Linked DNA regions of Ovis aries: region 2 is linked to region 1. A link is a contact called in public Hi-C data. All regions are on one chromosome and are shown on one strand. Each heading gives the region's core, a stretch centred on a gene start, on an enhancer-like site or on the middle of the called end of the contact. The rest is flanking DNA. Distances are from core to core; before and after follow the strand shown.

Evidence for each region. A called contact is a pair of places that touch in the nucleus more often than the background predicts.
Region 2: a contact with region 1 is called in a Hi-C map of tail adipose tissue, with 2.9 times the contacts expected there. The contact joins the promoter of TRAM1 here to the promoter of NCOA2 in region 1. A contact is called at or near these places in 2 of 16 Hi-C or Micro-C datasets (hypothalamus and tail adipose tissue).

The regions. Positions count from the first base shown.
Region 1 is chr9:47,081,582-47,087,828 of ARS-UI_Ramb_v3.0, reverse strand. It overlaps NCOA2 (nuclear receptor coactivator 2), which reads left to right and starts at 4,996. Exons shown (of 22, transcript XM_060393789.1): 1 at 4,996-5,325.
Region 2 is chr9:47,266,634-47,272,576 of ARS-UI_Ramb_v3.0, reverse strand. TRAM1 (translocation associated membrane protein 1) reads left to right here and starts at 2,616. Exons shown (of 10, transcript XM_060393792.1): 1 at 2,616-2,904. The coding sequence starts at 2,782.

The DNA of each region.
Region 1 (6,247 bases), core at 3,747-6,246:
CAGCTTCCACATCAGTCCTTCCAGTGAACATTCAGGACTGATTTCCTGTAGGATTGACTGGTTGGATCTCCTTGCTGTCCAAGGGACTCTCAAGAGTCTTCTTCAACATCACAGTTCAAAAGCATCAATTCTTCAGCACTCAGCTTTCTTTATAGTCCAACTCTCACATCGATACATGACTACTGGGAAAACCATAGTTTTGACTAGACAGACCTTTGTTGGCAACGTAGTGTCTCTGCTTTTCAATATGCTGTCTAGGTTGGTCATAACTTTTCTTCCAAGGAGCATCTTTTAATTTCATGCCTGCAATCACCATTTGCAGTGATTTTGGAGCCCAAGAAAATAAAGTCTCTTACTGTCTTAATTATTGTAGCTCTCCAGTGATTACTGAAATCAGTAGTTTAAATTATCCAACCTGTTTTTGAGTTCATCTTGGCTGTTCTAGATAATATCCATGTATCTATATAAATTTTAGAATTAGCATCTCAATTTTTCTAAAAAGATGTGCTAGAATCTTGATTGGAATTGTAATGAATCTAAAGGTCAATTTGGGCAGAGCTGACATCTTAACAATATCAAGTCTACACATCTCTCCTTCTATCTAGGGCTTTGTAAATTTCTGTCAGCATTGTTTTTAGTTTTCAGTGTGGAGATCTTGGTTATCTTTGGTTAAATATTTTCCTAAGTATTTGATGCTTTTTATGTTTTGTAAATGATATTTTGAAAAATGTCATTTTCTAATTGTTTCTTCCTAATATATAGAAATATAATTTATAATATTTCTGACTAATGACCCTGTATCCTGTGATTTTACATTTACTTTAATAGTTATAGGTTCTTTTGAATTTTTTATGTACACAGTCACATGAATAAAGATGATTTTACTTCCTCCCTTTTCATTTTCTTACCTTATTTCACAGGATAGGATTTTCAGATTCTAAATAACTTGCCTAAGTTTACACAGTTAGTAAAAGCCAAGATCAAAACTCATGTCAGCCTGTTTCCAGGACACTGTGGAATGAGTGAGGCTGTATTAAAATTTTTGTTGCTGTCATTGCTAGAAAAAGCAGTTTGGGTCAGATTTATTCAAGATGGTCTTGAATATCAGATAAAGAATTTGAATTGTATTCTGTAGGTGATTAAAGATTAAGTGTTTTCAAGTGGGAAAGAAATAGTAGTGGTGATTTTAGTCTTGTTGTGTGTAGTGTGGTTTGATGGGAACCCCGCATTTTTGATTCATTCATTTCAGAATCATTTATTGAGCATGCATTATGTTTTAATAATGTTATAGGTACTGAGGAAATAAGGATGAACATAATCTGCTGCTTAGAGTAGTGGAGATTTTCAGTGATGGAGAAAAGAATTTCAGTGCACTCTCTTAGCCATGCTGCAAAGACAGCTCTATGATCTTGCATAAATTAATTTCCCGGAAGCTCATTATTTTCATACGTAAAATGAGAATAATAACACACATAATGTCTACTTTGATGAGAAATAAAAATATATGTAGTACACTTGACCTGTATCAGACACATTTATGATACCTATAATATTTAAGGGATTTGGAGAGCACATACAATAAGAATGAAATATCTAGCCAAACAATTGATTTTTTCAATAATCAAATGTCAGTTTTAACTGATTCCCTCCTTCAGTGATTACATCTTAAATATAATGATACATTTTTTGCTCTTATAATTTGAACACTGGGATAACTGTGCTATGCACAGATCTAGTCAACATAATAATACTATTTGTGTAAAGAACTTGAGAGTTAACAAAGCACATTTATTTATGCCATTTTGTTTGAGTCTTCCAATAATCATACAGGTGAGGAAACTGATATATTTATTCACATGGTAAGAAGCAAAGCCCAGTTCATACGTTTTCCTATCTTTAATAGATCTTCTCACCACACTATATTCAGTTCAGTTCAGTCACTCAATTGTGTCCAACTCTTTGCAACCCCATGGACTGCAGCACACCAGGCCCCCCTGTCCATCACCAGCTCCCAGAGTTTACTCAAACTCATGTCCGTTGAGTCAGTGATGCCATCCAACCATCATCTGTAATACAGCGTACCACACCATATTCAGTTCAGTTCAGTTTAGTCGCTCAGTCATGTCTGACTCTCTGTGACGCCATGAATCGCAGCACGCCAGGCTTCCCTGTCCATCACCAGCTCCCGGAATTCACTCAAACTCATGTCCATTGAGTCGGTGATGCCATCCAGCCATCTCATCCTCTGTCGTCCCCTTCTCCTCCTGCCCCCAATCCCTCCCAGCATCAGGGTCTTTTCCAATGAGTCAACTCTTCACATGAGGTGGCCAAAGTATTGGAGTTTCAGCTTCAGCATCAGTCCTTCCAATGAACACTCAGGCCTGATCTCCTTTAGGATGGACTGGTGGTTGGATCTCCTTGCAGTCCAAGGGACTCTCAAGAGTCTTCTCCAACACCACAGTTCAAAAGCATCAATATTTGGCACTCATATTACCTCTTATTATATCATGAAGCATGCTAGTAGTAATAATACAAAAATCACAATGAATCTTCTGATTTTTATATAGCTTATCTATGAAGGAAGTAATTTGAAGTTGAATGAGGAAGAGAAGGCAGACAATATAGAATTTCTTGTTCTATAGTATTCACATTGTTCTGATTTTCTTGGGTGTATTGTTAACTATATAAATTATCATTTTTCTTTATTAAGCTGCATTTGTGATTTGGCTGACATTTCTTTTTGCTGTGTCTACTTGCCTCATCTATCCATGGTGTGTTGTTTCTGCTTCTACTAAATTTCAATAATTTCCTTCCCCTTTCCGATTTGCACCCACATTTTTTCCCTTATTGGGTTGTTCTCTGTTGGTAATATATCCAGTTCCTATATCTTTGCTTTCATTTTTTTCTTTGACTGAATAACTAAGTCAATTTATTTACTTTTCTTCCTTTTCATCTTACCTTATCACACAATAATTCACCAATAATTATGGCTGGTTTTACTAAACAATTATTCTGAGGTCTTGCAAAAATCTAAGTTCTTCAAAAATACTGAAAACATTTTTCATAAATATGTTTTAAGAGCAAGGTATTGGAGGGTGAGTTGGGGAAGTGAACATGAAGACTGATCAGATAATGTCATTTACATTTTATAGATTCACATAAACAGTTAATATTAAATAAGTTAGGAGCCGCAGCATGTAAAAACAAGACATGGGTCCCGAAGAGCTTATGATCTAGTGAAAGACAAATATATAAACAACTGCAGTACAAGACAGAATATTGTTATAACTATGGCGTGAAGTGTTGAGGGAGCCCAGAGGCTGTACTAGAGAGTAGAAGTTATAGAATTCCAAGGTTGGAAGCAACTGATTAGCAGCTGGAGATGGAACTCATTATGCTGTCAGGTTTTTTTGTTTGTTTTATTTTTGTAGAAACAGTTAGGCATCATGAGTAAGTTTTATTGAGTAATATGGAAATACAATGGGGAATCATTTATTTGTATAGATATCATGGGTGGTTTTTGAGTGTGAAATCTGTTCCAGAGGATGATGAATTCTGGACCTCTGCCAGAAAAAAGGAGCGCTAGAAAGCCAGAAGGAGAATCTTTCCTTTATCACAACTCAGAGCTGGAGGTGAGGACAAGAAAGGAAATTGGAGGCCAGCAATGTGACAGACCTCAGGCGATTACTACCTCATTGTAGGAATACACTGGACAAGCATTTGTGGAAGAACACAGGTCTTAAAAAAACCCCTTTCCATTTCCTCCCGGTTTTTGAGAACTTTGGGATTTCAAGAAATCTAATTCTGTTATGCCATGTAATTAAAATAACCTATAAAATTTATGAAATTAATACATGGTGACTGCAAACATTTCAAACATTATAGTATATAAAAAAAGTGGAATTACTATTCCACTATACACCCACTCATACTCTCCAGCGCTTGGAAACATTTTCTACCATAGTCAAACACACACACACATACATACATACATATTTTTATTTCCCCAAAGAAAATTTGTTACTCCCACAAATTTGAGGTTGATGAGGTTGAAGTCACCATTAAAAGTGTGGGCTCTGGATTCGGATAGAACCGGGCTCAAATCCTCTCCAACTTCCTGGCTCTATTACCCTACAACTTCTTCAAACTTCTTTCAACTTCATTTTTTGTGTGAAGGATAAAAACTTTGTAAGGTTTGAGAATCGAAATCTAGAAATCACTTGGTCCAGTGACTGAACACCTAAGTATGTGTTCAATAAACACTGTTATTGTCCATGGGAAGCGACCTTTCTTATTTTAAGACTAAAAATAAGGAAACCTGTTCATCAAATGTTTTTTTTTCTAAGTGTATCTAGGTTGGGAAGAACTTGCTTTTCCAAGGCAGAAAGCTGATCCGAGTGAGTTTTACAAGGGTTCTCTCTGAATCTTCAGTGCAACTCTCCCGCGTCCCCCCAACATCACTTTCTGTCTAGAAAGTGGACTTTTTCAATTAAAAAAAAAAACTTTTGTGACTCAGGTCGTGACGAGAATGCTCAACCAGGTCAGGCTATTTACACTGTGTGCACTTTTGCTTTATCATGCAATTGCTGGGTGGCACCCTTTTAAGCTCTCCTCGCACGGTCGCGCCCCTCCATCCCCTCTTCAGAGGCGACCGCCAAGAAGCAGCCAATTCTCTCTGGAGCCAGGGGAGAGCTGATGGACAACGGGCGCCTCCAGGGCGCAGCAGCAGACGCGGGCGTGCGAGGTGCGCCCTAGGGGTGCCGGCTGCTGCTCGAGGGGGCGCCGGCGGAGTGCCGACGGGTGGCTCCTCCCGGGGCGAATCTGGCACTGCGTTCTCCCCATCTTCGTGCGGGGGCATCTGCCTGGCCGTCTGCAACCTCAAGATCCCACTGCCTCCACTCTGCAGCCCCGGCCGGTCCCATACGCTCGCTTTCTTTTTTGGCACTTGCCCTTTGCCCTCCCATGGAGTCATCTGTTTACTCTCCCCTCGCTTCCAGTCACCCATAGGTCACCCTCCCTGCTACCACCGTCACCCATTTTGTCCCCGCTCCCTTCTCTCCTCACTCTTCACCTCTCCCCGGGTCGTCTTCTTAAGAGGACTCCGCCGACGGAGATGCTGCAGAGTCCGCGGCCAGGGTCGGCTCCCGGGAGAACCCTCCGTCCACCTTTGCCCCCTCCTCGGGGGCGCGGGACGCAAGTTTCCGCCCCGTCCTTTCCCCAGTGACAGGACTCTGCTGCGGCCACGGCCCGGGAGGCGGAGGGAGGGACTGCCTGACTCCCGAGCCCCCTCCCCTGATCGCGAGCTCGCGCGGTCTGTGTCTCTAGGCAAGTGCGGAGACGCGGAGGAGGAGGAGGAGGAGGTGGAGGAGGCGGAGGAGGGAGTTGGGGGAGGATCTCCATTGAAATAAACAAGCAGGCAGCAGTTATTAACACGGGAACATGGCGGCCGCAGCCTCAGCCACGGCTTCGGCGGCGAAGGTCAGCGCCGACGGCAGCCGGCACCTGACGGCGTGACCGACCCGAGCCGGTAACCGCTCCTTCCCTGGGGGCCGCGAGGGCGGGCTGGAGGCGGGCGGCGGGCGGCGGACGGGCGGGGGGCGCCGCGTCCCCACCCCCCGGCCGCGATCGTCCTTCCTGCGCCGAGCCGGGCAGAGCCGCGCGCCGCCGTTTTGTGTATGGAGAACCGCTGCCCCGGTGCGCGGAAAACGGGAGTTGCAACCCCGGAGAGGCGCCGTGAAGCTGGGGAGTTAGGACTTGGGGGGTGGGGGTGGGGAGGGGTGGGGAGGGCGGGAAGCGGCGGGGAGACGCGGAGTCCCTGGGAGAGAAAGGAGGCGCTCCAGCGCTTTGCGAGAGCTCGGGAGACGAGTCCCGGAGCGCGAGGCGGGCGGAGGCTGCAGCCCGCGGCGCCGGCCAAGAGGTGAGAGCCGAGGCGCGGCGGAGGCCGGGGGCGCGGGTGCGGCCCCCGCCGGAGGAGCTCCGGCGCCCGCCGCCCCTGCCCGGTGCGGGTCGGCGGGGAGCGCGTCTCCTGCGCCCTCGGGGGGCGCGAGGCAGAGACGGGAAGGTGAAGCCAGAGAAGGTGCATTCTTTCATGGAAACGCGGAGCGACTGCAGCGCAGGGTGGGAGCCGGGCGAGGGGTGGCAGGACTCGGGAAGTGCTCGGGGGTGTGTGAAGGTGAAACGCCTTGTCAGGGGCGGCTGGCGGGGTGAGACGTCGGGAGGAGAGGGGATCCGCGGCCCGGCGGCCGGG
Region 2 (5,943 bases), core at 1,367-3,866, 190 kb before region 1:
TTACCATGGGTCCTCTGCTTGTACACTAAACACCATCACCTCTTACAGATCTGTAGGAATCTCCTACAGAAGAAACGTCTCTAATGGGTCATTCTCACTGTGTGCAAACATACAACAGCTCATATTCAGGAATGAAGTGGGAGTTTGGGATTAGCAGATATAAACTTTACATATAGAATGGATAAGTAGCGAGGTCCTACTGTATAGTACAGGGAAATGTATCCTGAGGTAAACCATAATGGAAAAGAATATGAAAAAGAATATATGTGTAACTGAATCACTTTGCCATACAGCAGAAATTAAATGACATTGTAAATCAACTACACTTCAGAAAATTAATTTTTAAGAAATAGATCATAAAAAAAAAAAGCTTTCCCTAGACCCTTCAGCCTCTCTCCAATGCAGGAGACGCAAGATACTCAAGGTCAATCCCTAGGTCGGGAAGATCCCCTGGAGGAGGAAATGGCAACCTACTCTAGTATTCTTGCCTGGGAAATTCCATGGACAGAGGAGCCTGGAGGGCTACAGTCTGGCAAAGAGTGGGATGTGACAGCATGCACACACAGCTTTCCATGAAGGAGAAGGGAAATCATGAAAAATTTTTGAAAAATTGTTAGAAGCATCATTTTAATATGCAATTGAAAGGGGATTTGCAAGTAAGTAAAACCTAGATAGCATATTGAAAAGCAGAAACATTACTTTTCCAACAAAAGTCCATCTAGTCAAGGCTATGGTTTTTCCAGTGGTCATGTATGGATGCAAGAGTTGGACTGTGAAGAAAGTTGAGCGCTGAAGAACTGATGCTTTTGAACTGTGGTGTTGGAGAAGACTCTTGAGAGAGTCCCTTGGACTGCAAAGAGATCCAACCAGTCCATTCTAAAGGAGATCAGCCCTGGGTATTCTTTGGAAGGAATGATGCTAAAGCTGAAACTCCAGTACTTTGGCCACCTCATGCAAAGAGTTGACTCATTGGAAAAGTCTCTGATGCTGGGAGGGATTGGGGGCAGGAGGAGAAGGGGACGACAGAGGATGAGATGGCTGGATGGCATCACCGACTCGATGGACGTGAGTTTGAGTGAACTCCGGGAGTTGGTGATGGACAGGGAGGCCTGGTGTGCTGCGATTCATGGGGTCGCAAAGAGTCAGACATGACTGAGCGACAGAACTGAACTGAACTGGAAACCAGTAATTGTTTGATCAGAAAGTAGGAAAATAATAATAGTTAACATTCATACCTAACTCTCTACTAAGCACTTTCTTTGAATCATCTCATTTAATTGCCAAAATAGGTACAATTCTTTTTTATTGATGATATCCACATGGTCTGCTCCCTCACCTCTTTATCAGGCAAATGTAATTTCCCATTTTCCCTAGTCCCCTTTCTTTTTCTCCAGAACTCTCATCTCAATTTAAGATATGTTTCACTTTTTAAATCTTGTGTAAAGACCCTCTTCACATACTAGAATGAAAGCCTGTAAGAATAGAAAAACTGTATTTTTCCTTCAGTTCTTGATCCTCAGTGCTTAGCATAGAGTAGATAACCAATAAAATTTTTGAATACCTAAATAAATGAGGAATTGAGTTTCATGGAGATGAAGTAACTTGTCCATGATCATACAGGTGATCAGAATTCTGATTTTAAAACCCATGTTCTTAAACCATTAAGGGATTCACCAGAGTTGTAATATTGCAGGCTAGAGATGAGTCCCCTCCTGAGGCTGCAGCAGTGATATATGGGGAGAGGGACTGAATGGCCTGGGTGTGGCAATAGGCTGTATATGGAAGGACGCTGAAAGAGATCACTCCAGGATGACTTGATTTCTAGATTTGGCAAATGCGTAGACAGTGACACAGTCCATCGGGAGAAAGTGTACCAGAAGTCTTATATTGGGTAGAAGTATGAGAAAGGAGGACATGTTTAATCCATAAACTTTTAAAAAACCATCTCATTGATTACCAAGAAGTGTTGTTAAGAAGTAAGAAGCCAGTAAACCCAAGCTGATCTCTTCAGACATCGTTGGGGTATGGGAATGGACAGGTGAGACCAAATAGTTGTTCTTTTTAAAAAACTAGCTCAGGGCTACAAAGAACAAGAAAAAGTGTGTTAATAATAATTCTGAAGTTAACTTTTAAGGCAAATGCGAACACCAAAGAATGGCCCTATCCTGATGTAGTTAAGTTGTAGTAGTCATGTAGTCAGCAAGATTATCTTGCTGGTGGCACTGGCTTTCAAGAAGAGACAATCAACCTGGAAGCAGGCACTGACACCCAAACCTAGTGTGGCCAGGAAGGCAGGAGGAAACGCTTATAGCAGCGCACGCCGTAGCACGTGGTCGCCCTCGGACCTCGGCGCCGACTCAGCCTGTTAAAGGGGCGCAGGGAACTCGCGCCTCAAACGACTCCCAACCCCCGCCCCGGCGCGGAGCCGGCGGGGCACCGCTCAGGTTCCTTCCACCAGCCCGGCCGCGGGCGGACAGCCTCCAGTCCCTAGGCGGCGCTGTGGGCTCGCAAGAGCGGCCGCGGCACTAGAGAGCGCCGTCCCTCCCAGTGCGCATGCTCGCTTCCGCCGTGGGCTCGCTTTTTTTTTTTTTTTTTTTTTTTTTTTCGGGTGGCCCAGGCGGCTGCGTACTGGCTGTGGGATGGGAAGTGAAGCCCCAGCGAGCGGCAGCGGCGGGGCTGTGAGGAGCAGCCAGAGGGAGGCGGCGGCGGCGGAGAGTCGGTGAGCAGCTGGGAAAGCGGAGCCGGGGCGGAGCACCTGCAGGCACGGGCGGTGGCTTCACCATGGCGATTCGCAAGAAGAGCAGCAAGAACCCCCCGGTCCTGAGCCACGAATTCGTCCTGCAGAATCACGCGGACATCGTCTCCTGTGTGGCGATGGTCTTCCTGCTGGGGCTCATGTTCGAGGTGAGCCCAACCGCCCGCCCCGCCGCCGGCCCGGGCTTCCAGCTCAGCCCCTCGGTCCGGGACCGCGGGGGGACCCTGGCCGGGGCCGGGGGGAGGTGCCGGCCCCTCGCCCCCCAAAGAGCGGGCCCGCCCGGCCCGGCGCTGGCCTGGGGCTGCGGAGCCCCGGGGGCCTGGCCGCCGCCCGCCCGCAGGGGCCGGGGCCGCCGCGTCGCCCCCTCGGCCACCGCGCACGCCGCCCCCTCCCGCCGGCCGCGCAGTTCCTGGTTCCCGCGAAGGGTTACGTGGCAGCCGGCGAGGGGCCGGCGGGCTGCGGGGGCGGCCCCTGCGCGCCTAGCTGGCTGCGGGCAGTGGGCGGGCTGGGGAATGGCCGGCCGGCCAGGCCGCAGGGGGCCGGGGAGAGCCGGGGGCCGCGGCCGCGGCGGCGCGGGGTTTGGGGGGCAAACCGACGGAGCCGGGCGCCGGCTGCCCGCTGGAAGGGCGGTGGCCACACGGGGCGGCGAGCGATCGCCGCAGGATCACCCACCCAATTGTTAAGAACTTCGGTCTCCCCAACTGGTATTGTTAGCAGTGATCGAACTTTTTTTTTTTTCCGTCCTGCGCTTGCTCTCTCCTTAAAGAAACAAGGTCTGATACAGAAATCGGGGTACAGAGCAGCAGTGCCGAGGAGTCGAATAATTTTCTTTTTGTTTCTTGAAGTAGGAGAGGATGGAAATGTCAGGAGTGTGTAAATTCTCTTCCCACATAGCGCGTATCGTGATGACTTACTTAACAGCTGTTGAATGTGGGTAATAAACTTTGCCAGGTGAACGGGTAACATCCTACGGCTTCCTTCCCCTCGCTCCCCAAAACACACGCCCATTCCTTATCCTCTTTCCCTTTTTAACTTTTCTCTGTAGCTCCTGAGCCCCCACCAAATACACTCATTATTTTACTTATTTATTGTCTCCTTCTTGGAATGTAACCTCAGTGAAAGGACAGGGTTTTTTTTGTTTTGTTTTTTTAATTTCCAGCGCCTAGACTATATCCCTGCATTTAGGAAGTGCTTACAAAATATTTGTTTAATGAGTGACATCAAGAATTCTTGACTACTGGGTAGCTCAGGGAACCCTATCCAGTGCTCTGTGGTTACCTAAGTGAGCAGGAAATCCAAAAAAGGGCGATGTATGTATATGTATAGTTGACTCACTTTACCAGTACAGTAGAAAGTAACACAACATTGTTAGACAGCTATGCTCCAATAAAAATGTTAGCAAAATATAGACAGAGCAGTAAAGAGTTTCATATGCAGTTCAGTGTGAACGATTCCAGTAAAAGACAAGAAATCCTGCTTCCAACTCACAAATTAAATAAACAGTAGTTAAATTTAAAAAAAAAAGTCTTAAAAACTAGTGGAATGAGACTGCCAGTGACCAAAAGATGACTAAATTGTTAAAATAGAGCCTGTGTGGCTCTTTTAAATGTTATTATTAGAAGTTGAGTATTTTAATACTTAATATTTTCAAACTTTCTGCTCATCTTCGAATGGGCTTTTTCTGGATCTAGATATAGTTGGGTTTTTTTTTTTCTTTTTTAATCTTGATAGCGTCATTTTTGCCTACTTAATCCACAGTTAAGGAAGCAGTGAGTATTCCTAAATGGGAAGGTAGACGGGAACTAACATATGTCATATAGTTTATTTTAGGCTGGGCCTGTGCTACTTACCACCTGAATGACCTAAGGGTAAGCCTCAGTTTTTCTGCTGTGTATAAGAAAATACCACATGTGCTCTTCTCACCACCACTGTTTGCAAGGATCAGGTAGCCTGGTATGAAGGCATCTTATGGGTTATAAAGTACTATATGAATATGTACGATATTAAAAATGTAATGCTAAACACTTGTACTCACTTTCTGAATATTATACTTACATATATATACCTTCTGCTTTGGTCATATTGAACAGTTTTATAAGACTTGCCATAACCCATCTCCACATGGTAAAAATTCCTGACTTTGAAGATATAATTTAGGAGTAATATTATCTGCAAAATGTTTTGAATGAAATGGAATATAAATCAGAAATGCTGACACTAAGAAATGTTTTGACTTTGTTTTTATGTAAGCTTTTTTTGTTCTCTTACCACATTTCTAGGGAAGTTCACCACCTGTTAACTTCCTCACGTCAATGATTTTTTTTTTTTAAACAGTGAAGGGATTTTCACCTTTACATCTGTAAAATTTCTCAATTAAATAGACTCAACAAAGATCTAAATAGAAGTTTTTAAAGTCAGTTCAAAAAAGAACATTGAAGAAACATACAGAAGAAAGTTCATGCATGTCCCATGACTTTTTTCTTGCCATATGTTAAAGTGTTAGGATTTAAAAGCATGTTATCTACACATGGGAAAAAAATTTACTGGTGCGTTTTGCTGCTTTCAAAATAATTGCTGATGAATCTCACCATTAACGTAGTTATTGAATGACGGTATCTGTGCTAGAATAATAGAGAAGTTGATATTTTTGCAACAGAACTGTTAGCCTTTTGTGTAAATATATTGAGAAAATGTCAGAGGATTTATGGTGAAATTGACAAAGCAATAATAGATACTGTATTACTAGCCAAAATGAAGACTCAGTGTAAATGCTGAAGCTAAAGGGAGTTAGGTAGGGCTCCACTGCTTGCTAACTTGGTAACCTAGGGCATGTCATTTAACTTCTCGAACTTGTTTCCTTTCCTGTAAGATAGGGCTCATTGGATTACTCTGAGAATTAAATTAATTTGTATAATTCATAGTTGAAAGTTTAGCTTACAGGAGACATGCCATAAATGATAGTTCATTATTCCTTAGGTATTTATCAAGGTCAAAAAATAGAAGACGGATTTTTTATGTGAGAGAAGGTTCTGCTGCTGCTGCTGCTGCTAAGTTGCTTCAGTCGTGTCCAACTCTGTGCGACCCCATAGATGGCAGCCCACCAGGCTCCCCCATCCCTGGGATTCTCCAGGCAAGAACACTGGAGTGGGTTGCCATTTCCTTCTCCAATGCATGAAAGTGAAAAGTGA